2 separate regions of the Hordeum vulgare genome follow, and region 1 is linked to region 2. A link is a contact called in public Hi-C data. All regions are on one chromosome and are shown on one strand. The core of a region is the stretch at or near the end of the contact, and the rest is flanking DNA. Distances in the headings are between cores, read along the strand shown. Region 1 holds the start of LOC123443165 (probable tRNA N6-adenosine threonylcarbamoyltransferase, mitochondrial). Region 2 has its middle 78 kb from the start of LOC123439635.

Evidence for each region. A called contact is a pair of places that touch in the nucleus more often than the background predicts.
Region 1: a Hi-C map of leaf shows a contact between it and region 2, with 2.8 times the contacts expected there. The contact joins the promoter of LOC123443165 here to the enhancer-like site in region 2. A contact is called at or near these places in 2 of 6 Hi-C or Micro-C datasets (leaf and seedling).

Annotation. Positions count from the first base shown.
Region 1 is chr3H:113,638,177-113,643,510 of MorexV3_pseudomolecules_assembly, reverse strand. It overlaps LOC123443165 (probable tRNA N6-adenosine threonylcarbamoyltransferase, mitochondrial), which reads right to left and starts at 1,719. Exons shown (of 15, transcript XM_045119454.1): 1 at 1,154-1,719.
Region 2 is chr3H:112,868,464-112,873,566 of MorexV3_pseudomolecules_assembly, reverse strand. No RefSeq gene overlaps it. Among protein-coding and RNA genes, the nearest start is that of LOC123439635, 78 kb to the right of the region's middle. Within about 2 kb of position 2,431, at least 3 of the 3 cell types and tissues checked have open chromatin away from gene starts, as enhancers often do. A contact at or near this core is called in leaf and seedling, where this site is marked.

The DNA of each region.
Region 1 (5,334 bases), core at 470-2,969, 770 kb before region 2:
TGTCCCATTTGTGTGGATAGATGTAGAGAGAGTGTTTTTTTAGGCTGCGTTTGGATTTAGCGTTTCTCCTCGCTTCACACCGGTAAAAAATACCCGTCGTTTTGATCATAGTAGCCTGGTTCGCGGGAGGTCGGTGCCGCGTCCCACGACCCGGGGTCGTCGTTCGACCAAGACCGAGGGTCTGGGTCAGTGCCGGATCGATGACCGAGACGCGACCCTGAATATGCTGTCGGTGAGCCCGTTCGGGGCGAGGCAGAGAGAGCGAAGAGATGGGTATAAAAGGGTTAGATGAATGGAAGAATACCTCAGTTCACCGTCGACATTGTAGACACGTACGTTGTCCGTTAGCCATGTGAGGATACTCGTAGGAGCTTCAGGACTAGGATGAACAAAGGAGAAGGCTATGGGAGGGAGGCACAGATCATCCATCCGCCTTTGCGGCTGAGAAAGAGGAGCGGCGGCGTGTAGCAGAAACAACCAGATGCATGGGCTTGAGAGATCGAAGCATTAGGTCACGTTAGAAGGGCTAATGGGCTTAATTGGGCTTTAAAGAGTAATTGTATCCAACTTTTATACGAATAAATTGTGATCGACCCGCACCAGTCGACCTGGGATCACGTACCGCGTCCTGATCTGACGTTCCGGAGAAGCCTACCTCAATCGACCCATCAATTCACCAGTATCGACCCTCGTCCCGCGACCCCGTTCCTCGACCCGGCCGACCCGGATTTTGGCAACTATGGTTTTGATTCATGCAGAAATCAACTGTTGAGGCCGCGTTTAGAATGTTGTTTTTCTACCACACCTATAATATTTTACACTTGTATTATACCATCCTCCAGCCAAAATCAACGCCCAGACGGTCACAAACCAACGGTAACTCAAGCGTTTCATGAATCTAAACAACATATTTCTGGTTCTTCAACTAGCATATGCGTCGCATAAAATTCGCAGAGACTAACACATGCCAAGGATATATTTTCTTTTTGTTGTTATTATCTCATCCATTCAACCATTCATCAATTCATGAATTTGTAACTATCATAAACAAATGAGCTTTTACTACTACAAGGAGGAGCACCCCGTCGCCGGCTTTTACTACTTCAACTGCAAGGAGGAGCAAAGGAGGAGGGCACAAGAGGAAGGAACATACCTTCGATGGAGCAGAGGAGGCCGTGGAGGAGGAGGAGGGAGTCGCCGTCGCGGTTGGAGGAGGGAGTGTCCGTCGAGGTCAGCAGAGAGCCTTCGTCAAGATCAGGAGCGACCCTCCGTCGAGGTAAGGAGCGAGCCGTGGAGGAGGAGGAGGGAGTCGCCGTCGCGGTTGGAGGAGGGAGTCTCCGTCGAGGTCAGCAGCGATCCTCCGTCGAGGTCAGGAGCCTCTGTCGTTGCTTCGTCCGTCTCGACCCGGTGGCGCCCTCTATCCGATCCAGCGGCGCAACCCTCGATCCGGTGGAGCCCCCCGGCGGCGCAGCCCTCGATCTGGTGGAGCCCCTCGACGATGTAGCCCTCGATCCGATCTGGTTTAGCGAGAGGAGGGCCCAGTTCTTTTCACCCTGGATTCTAGAGAATCAGGATTATGGAAAATTCTCCCAGAATCTGCTTCTCCCAGAATCTGTGGTCGAGTTCTTTTCAGAGATTGTAGTTTGAGATTCTGGAAAGTGTTGTGTGTTGAAATGTCTGTACTGCCCTTAGATAGAAGCAAATTCATCCATCCATCTAACAAATAAGCAGCAAATTCATCCATCCATCTAACAAATAAGCAGCAAATCCATCCATCCATCCATCTAACAAATAAGCAGCAAATCCATCCATCCATCCATCTAACAAATAAGCAGCAAATCCATACATCCATCTAACAAATAAGCAGCAATATCTGTTTACAGTATCTGTTTACAGGGAAGAAGAACGAAGCTCACAGCGGGGTGGGGCAGACTGCAGGGTGGGCGGGGCGGGGCCTGGCCGGCCGGCGGCGGGGCGGGGCGGCCGGCGGCGGGGCGGGGCGGGGCCGGCCGGCGGCGGGGCAGGGCGGCCGGCGGCGGGGCAGGGCGGCCGGCGGCGGGGCAGGGCGGCCGGCGGCGGGGCGGGGCGGGGCCGGCCGGCGGCTGGGCGGGGCGGGGCCGGCCTGAGGATGTGGGGAGAAACGACCGGCTGTGGGGGAAAAACGACGGGATGTGGTGTGTATCAGCGACGAGCCTATTACAGGTGTAAATTAGAAAACTAGTGTACATTCTACGGCCCAAAACCAACCAAGCAGCTATGAGAGGCCCATTCGTATTTTTCTTATAGAGGTATATTTTACAGTTGTATTGAGGCCCAAAACGACCAACCAAGCAGGCCTTAAATGGATGTTGAAACGTGTTGTTGTGCATCGCAAAAACTGATTACCAGTGGATCTCATTGCTGCTGTGTATGAGTCGATGCCATAGTGATTAACTTCACCGTCGCCCTTCTAATAGTATGGGCTCACTGTTGTGGTCCAATAGCTGATGGTGGTGTACATCACACAATGATTGGACATTTCTGTAGATTTATTAGGGATTTAACTGCTAGTGCCTGCTATTGCACATTAATTTTATTAGTTTGGATGCTTCTCTTTGTTTAGTTTCTTTCGAACATGAAGATATGATTATTTCATAGCAGTTTCTTGAATCATGACAAGCTCTTGTTACTTATGCAGATGTTGTTGTTGTTACTTATCAACATGGTCTTCTGCCCTGAAGCTGCTTCACTGCTTGAACTATTCTCGAGGATTAATCTTTCTAAAATACTTTATGTCTAAATGCACAATGATTGAACAATTGCGAGTCCTAACTTTGGTTATGTAGCAGCGGACGAGACGAGACAAGTATGCCTCAATAAATTTGTAATTTAAACTGTTGATTTTGAGCACTATGAGTTATCGAAACTATGTTCAAATGCAAAAATATTATCTTTTGTTTATGTTGTGGTACTGTTATATAAATAAAATAATTAGCTCATTGTATACCTGTGCAATATGTATGGAAGTGCAGTCTGTGCTGTTTTCAAGTCTGTATCTGTGTATTTGAAAATTTATGTTGTTATAAGTGCATTCTGTGTTGCTGAAAGTCTGCTGTTGTTGGAAGTTTGTGTTTTTGAAAGTCTGGGCTATGGCAGCCAGGTTATATGGGTGGGAGAAAAACAACATTTCAAACGGAGGCTAGAAAGCGGAATGAAAATACAATCCTGCGCGTGTATTTGGTTGTAGGCTGGTATAATACAGGTGTAAAATGTTACAAGGGTGGAACAAAAACAACGTTCCAAATGCAGCCTTACGGGTGTAACCGAGAAAACTAGTGTAAAAATTACAACCCCAAAACGACATACCAATCACCTGTATGAGGCCCATCCGTATTTTTTTCACATGGGTATATTTTACAGGTGTTTTTGGGCCCAAAAGATGAACCAAGCATGCCCGACTGGTAATTTACACTTGTAAGATAAATACAGGTGTAAAATCTTACACCCATTCCAAACATGCCTTTAAGGTGAAATGCACTAGAAAACTAGATAAAGTAATTTTTTTATAGAAAACTAAAATTAAAATTATTGAAGGGTACAAATTATTTTAAAATACAAAACTTAGTCATAAGATTTTGGTGCCTGCTACGGATCAACCGACTGATTAGAAATCAATAGATCCAGTGCTTGTCACTCGTTGGATGCAGTCAACGGAATCTCACGGGGTCGTCTCCCTCCTCTACTCGGAGCCGCAGCAGGAGCAAACCGAAACATGTCACCGTTTGAAGCAACGCCGCCTCGGGCGCACTATCTCGCCACAAGGCAGCTATGCTTCACCGTCGATGACGCTTTACTGCAGCGCCAACACCGACGTAGTCGGTGCTCCATCGCAACGCTCGACGTCACAAGCGATGCTTCACAACAACACCGTCGTCGGCATGGCCGCGCTCCATCGGTGCTCCATCACAGCAACCAAAGACCGCCGGTGATGTTTCACTGCAGCACGTAGCCGGCGCGGCGAGTTCCATCACAATTGTCGACGACCGTCGGCAATGTTTCACTGCAGCGTGCAGTCGGCGCGATGAGTTCTATCACACCAGCCGACAACCATCGGTGATGTTTCACTGCAGCGTGCAGCCGGCACGGTGAGTTCCATCGCAACAGCGGACACCCGCCAGTAATGTTTCACTACAGCGCGCAGCCGGCACGGAGAGTTCCGTCGCGGCACCCGAATAGCCTCCGATGAAGCTTCACCGTAGCGCCACTGTTGCGCGGCGGTGCTCCGTCGCTGCACTAACCGCCTTTCCGAAGCTCCATCGTAGCACCCGGGCCGGCGACGAAGCTTTCCTGCAACGAGAGAAGATGCAGTCGGCAGTGGTTTGGTGAAGAATAATGGGACGAGAGGATAAAGTAGGTGTAGTGGTGGGAATAAGAATGAGGGGAAGGGAGAACGCGCATGCAGGCAGGACACGTGTCGCGGGTTTAACGTGGCTTACGAGATAGGCAATTAAGTTGATTGATTTTAAACAATTTCCTAAGATATTTTATGTGTGTTTGCATCTCTAACTCTAACCTCAAACCCCTGCATTCATCCATACCGCGCTTCAGACTTGTTTTGCCATCCAATAGTCTAGATGTTCATTTTTCGCAAACCGGAGGCAAGCACGGACGGCTTTGTAAGCGCCCGACACCCCGGATCCACCCAAAACCCTCTCCCACACTTTCTCTATGACGGGTGCAAGGTTTCCCGCATCACATTCATGTCGGCCTAGAACCGAGCGACGAGCATTGATGTCGCATGATGTGACCGCACGGGGTGGCGCTGACTGACAAAACTAGATGGGTGTCGCCGCTTCAATGCGGATGCGCCATCTATAGAAACCAACTTCGGTCGTTGTGTGACATTGGAGCGGGTTGATTGTTTGTTCGCCTCGCCTGGCCACGCCTATATAATTCGTGCCACGGTGATCCACATCCACATTTTGTGCTTAGATGCTTTTCTCAACTCCTTCTCCTCCTCCTCCCATCCAAGCCATACCCAAGTTGTGGTTCTCTATGGTGGCGACGACTCCGGATCTTCCTACACATCTTGGCGCCACCGCCCTTGCTCTCTAGGGCCCTCGGGTTCCATGGTCGTTAGCTCCTATGACAAGGAGGAGATCGCCATCTCCTCCAGCGATGAGGAGGACCAAGCGTCGCTGCAGTAAGGGCCACCGGTCGTCAATCGCGCCCCCTCTTGGAGGCCGTAGAGACGAACGAGGAGTCTGTCCATCAGATCGAGGTGCTGATGGAGAAGTCGCTTCGAACGTGGTACGCCGCCGCCCTCGTTGTTGCCTACCGTCAAGGAGGAGGCAC
Region 2 (5,103 bases), core at 1,182-3,681:
GTTATGCTATATTTAAGAAAATCACTTGGAAGGTAATCATCTGTGAGAATGACATGATGTAGACCTTACAGTAATAGTGGATAATCTGTAAAATTATGCAGTAGATGCCAGTATTACCTTATGATATCTTGAGGTAGTCACAGCTAATATTAATATTTGGAAGAGCACTTTGAAGGTAATCATCTCGTTAAAATGACAAGATGTAGACCCCACAGTAATGATGAATAATCTATGAATTGTGTAGTAGATGTAATCAATAGCTTGTGATTCACAAACAAATTTTGCGCAAGTCATATTAAGTATGACACTTTATAACTCTTATTTGAGTTTATATCAATGTTTGGAAGAAAATTTAATTTCCATGGCAAAGTTATAATTGTTGTCCTAAACACACATGTCTTAAATTCCGAAGGAATAAATGTACACAAAACATTCTTTTGCATTAGTATCACCGTGGTAATACATATAGATGCAATTTAATAATTTGTATTTTATGTAAATATATGAGGACATGAGGCTTCAAATGATATTTCACGATGTAGATGGTACATAATTATATTTCATGCAATTTAGAAAGACATAAAAGTCTAGCTTGAGGACTGGGTATTTCTGTTAATAATAAACTAGGAAATGCCAAACTGCAAACCTACCGAAGGGATAAGGTTTCCCCAAATGCTTATCTTGTGCGTGAGTGTGTGATGGCGTTTGGAAAACACGCCGTTGTTTATGCATGTGGCCTCGCCTACACGATTTGTATGCTTCTTGTGTTCTTGTGCTGCCGCTCAGCGGGAGGGTGCGTTGGGGAAGAGCGCTTCGGGTACGAGTCGAAGAACATCACGAGCCGAGGGCCGCCGCGTTGGCTGGGTGTCACCCCTATGCCGGTGGGCTGAAGAGAAGAGCGCCGTGACGTGCAAGCGTGTGAGACGCGCTGTGCCGTCTTCCTGTGGCTCGACGGACTGAGCACCTGATGGCGCCTTGCCTTCAGACGGATCATCGGGGACTTGCCGTGCCGAGTTACCGGGAAGCGTGTATCCCTTTTCTAATATGTCTTCTTTGACATTTTTCGTGGTAGCGATTCCTGCAGAGTATCATCGTGGACGGTGTCGTGTGTCGTCGAAGAAGAACTACATCATGGTTGTTCATACGTTCTCGACGATGTCACCGCCGAGTTGATGTCGCCCAACACCGGAGCAATGTAGTGGCCGTAGTAGTTGGCTTGAAGCCGTGCACAGCCAGCTGTCGCCGCGCTCACTACGCCCAGTCGTCTCCGCCAACGGCACGCGAAAAGGCCGGCCGGGGCTGGTGCCGCGGTGGTGGCCGTTGTTTCGTTGCCTCCTGCAGAAGTGCTCGTCTGTGCCTTCGATTTGCTTATGGAGGACTATCTCTTACCGTACTACCATGTCATAGCAACGTTGTTTTGTCGCCTAGCCACCGGATCACGTTGATTGACGGCCCCGTACAAACGCATCCAGCGACGTAATCAAGGCGCCGCCACGAGGGCTAGATGGAGACGCCACATCTAGTTGCCACCAAGCATGCATGGAGGCTTCTCTCATGCGATTTCTTTCAGGTAGAGTCTATGTGCTGATAACGTGTTAGAATAAAACGAGATTCAATGAAAGTAATGGACGCCAGATGTAATGGTATCATCTTGTATTAATATACTAATTCTTGATTAAAAAATCAACAAATCATCTGTGTTAGGGTTCATAATTCACTACTGAGCAGCTGGCCAGCGCGGAGCCACGGAGATCTGCTCAGTCCCGGTGATGCCATTTAAGGTGTATTTGATTGTTCAACAAAGTGGAGTGAAATGCCATGTTCGATTCGACTCGAATGGGCGAGTTCCATTTATGTCTTTGGTTTAGCATAATAGGTGAAATCGAATGGTTATGTATGGTTGGAGATCTTCCCTCACAGTGGTTTATAAATTCACTCACAAGCATAAATAGTTTTAAACGACATTTTAGTTTCCCCATAATTTATCATTAACATATAACCTGATGTTTATGTAAAATTTGTAGTCACAGACAGATCGAGTGCGCCTGGATTTCCTCCTATAAAAGAACTACGTGTTACAGACAAATCGAGTGGGGCTGTATAGATATAGACATACAACACTGGCATAGTTTTGCAGGCTAAACCAACTAACCACCAGGCCGCAAGGTTCCAAGGCTTGCAGGTCGTAAACAAATCCTAGCGCTGGAGCCTGGATCGTCCAGTTGATCGATCAGTACGTACGCTGTCAGCAACATGGAATAATGTATGGTTCTGTACACGGACATGATTGGTCAGTGGCCGATCGAACTCGCTGTAGATTCGGCATGCCGGAACGCCAGCAGGTCTGAGATTCGTGGATCGTTATCTTCCCCCTTGGAAGGACGTGCGACGATTCAAACAAAACGACCGGGCAACCCGGGCAGGCGAGCAAGGATCCAAAGAAGTGCCCATCGCCCACGTCCGCCTCGCGGGCCACCTCCGTGGAAACGCCGGCCTGCGCCGTCCCCTTGTGCCTGTCCCCGTTCGCGCATCGACTATCCAAGCACGTCATCACTTGCTCAGTGGCTCGGTTCAGTGCCCATGATTCAGCGATCTTGCTAGAGCCATCATCGTCATCCTCTGCACGTTTGAACGTGTTATGGACTAACCAGTACGACCCGCATGCGTAGATCATTAGTAGAATCTTTGAGAAACACAACGGCGTGCATACTGTACTAACCATCGGCCACAGACAAATTGGTTTTCTTCCTTGCCTGACCCAACGGATTGAGCTTTCATCCGGCATCTGTTACCTCCGAAATGAAGGTTACACGACGACTTCCGGGCGTGAGTGGGGTGGGCACGACGACTCCGAGTCTACGTAGTACGTACGCTTGGGGAAGCAGCCAAGCAAAGCTTTTTTTCTTTTCTCCGGTGCTCCTCCTGACCCGTCACGCTCCTGTAGAGAGAGATAGCGGGCCTTGTTCCAAAGACCGTGACGTGAAGATGACTGTGGACAAAATGAGCTTGCGTGCTTCTTTGCTTGACAACGCCACTGTCCATTATTTCCTGTAGCCAGGGACGAAGCTAGTATGCAAGCATAGGGGGGTCAAATTTATTCATGAAAGGGTCAAAGTTTATATGAAGTAAACAAAATTAACTACAACAATCATTATTATAATAGAAAAAATCAATTTCTTAGGGGGTCTAGCCCCCCTAGTCCCCCCTTAGAATCGTCCTGCCTGTAGCTAGGACGTGTTCGGATCCTCTCTGCTCTACGACAGCGGCTCCTGGAGCGGAGGGAGCGTCAGCATAATTTTGAGGAGTGGCTAAAATCGGACTCCTTCCACGGAGTGGAGTTTTAAACGGGAGAGATTCCGAACACCCTCCTAATTGGCACAGTTTTTATTTGCCCCCGAGAAAAAAAAGGATGACTAGTATTTGGAATAAGTTATATATCAAAATCAGTTTTAGGAGAATTTTAAGCTCGCTGACTTTTCGTGTTACTTAACGACCTTGTTACGGTATACTTCCATCCGTCTCGATCTTCGTGGATGTGGACTGATTATAGTTGAAGCTCCCATTGGTCTAGGTGATTTAGTCCAACCGGAGTGTATGAAGAACCAGTCTCTTGAGTCTTGATCAAGTTGGTCAGTGCATCGGAGAACCACTCCTTTTTTTTTGGATTGGAGGAGAACCACTCCTGGTTTTTGGCCCTTTAAACTGCTTTGTGAATTACCATCTTTTCTACCAAAACCAGGAAAGACATGCATTCTATATATGTATCAAATGTTTTCATAATTTCTAAATTTTGCAATGTTTGATTTGAAGTTTCAAAAGGGCATCATGTGGGTCCAGATTACAGAAAATCATTTGTATTAACATTGTAATGGCGAAAACAGTGTGTCAAGGGCTGTATTTGAGAGAACTTTTGTCTGTTTGGGCCGTACAAAACAAGTGCACATGACCCGGATTCAACTATGCATTATGTATAGCGGGAGCCGCTATGCGAGAAATTTCTACTGTTTCAATTACATTTTTTCATGTTTCTTTTTTTCTTTTCTTTATTTTTTTCAGTTTCTTTTTTTCCTTTTTCATTTATATAAATGCATTTCTTCTCTTTCTTGTTCTTGAGAATTTCGAATTTTGTTCAAAAATTCAAAAAATGTTCAGAAGTTCAAAAAAAATTATATCATTATCTTTTGTTCACAAATTCAAAAAATAATTCTTCCTTTTTATTAAAAAATCGCACATTTAGAAAAAAATGTCACCTTTAGAATATTGTTCATCATTTCAAAAGAAAATGTTGTATTTTCAAATTTTCTTCAAGAGTTTGAAAAAATGTTCCTCTTTCAATATTCATTTGCAAATTTAAGAAAAATGATCGTGTACTGCAATTTTCTTCGGTAGTTTCAAAATCTGTTTCAATTTCAAAATTTGTTCGCAATTTTCAATATTGTGTTTGTTTCTAATTTTGTTTAGGAGTTTCAGAAAATATTTGCAAAATTTTAAAAATGTTTACATTTTCCAATTTTGTTTAGGAATTTCTATTTTTCCATTTTTAAAAAAATGTTCACCTATCCAAACTTTCTTTTGGAATTCAAAAAATGTGGTTCTTCCTTTTTATTTTTTAAATTTTTTTCTCCTGTTACCTTTTCCTTTTTAAGAATAATTCACAGTTTTAAAAAATGATCATGATTTCATAAAAACGGGTCAAGTTTTTCAAAAAATGTTCGAAAACGCAAAGAAAAATTAATTTTCAAATTTTGTTTTGAGTTTGAAGAAATGTTCTTGTTTCAAAAATTGTTCACGGATTCCGACAATATTCATGTTTCAAAATTTTGTTCAGAGTTTCAAAAAATGTTCCCTTTTAAGAAATGTTTGGATATTAAAAAATGTTCATGATTTTTAAAAAAGTGGTTAGTTTATTAAAAAATTGTTCTCATATTCAAAAAATGATCGATACTTTTTTATCAAATTTGAAAAGTGTCCACTTTAAAAAAACACTTATTTCAAAAATAATCTCCACATTTGGAATTTGATAAAACTTTTCGGATCTAATTACCTTTAGGTTCACACGCCATAGTTAACCAAGAAAGCTTATCTATTTATTTGGTTAAGCTC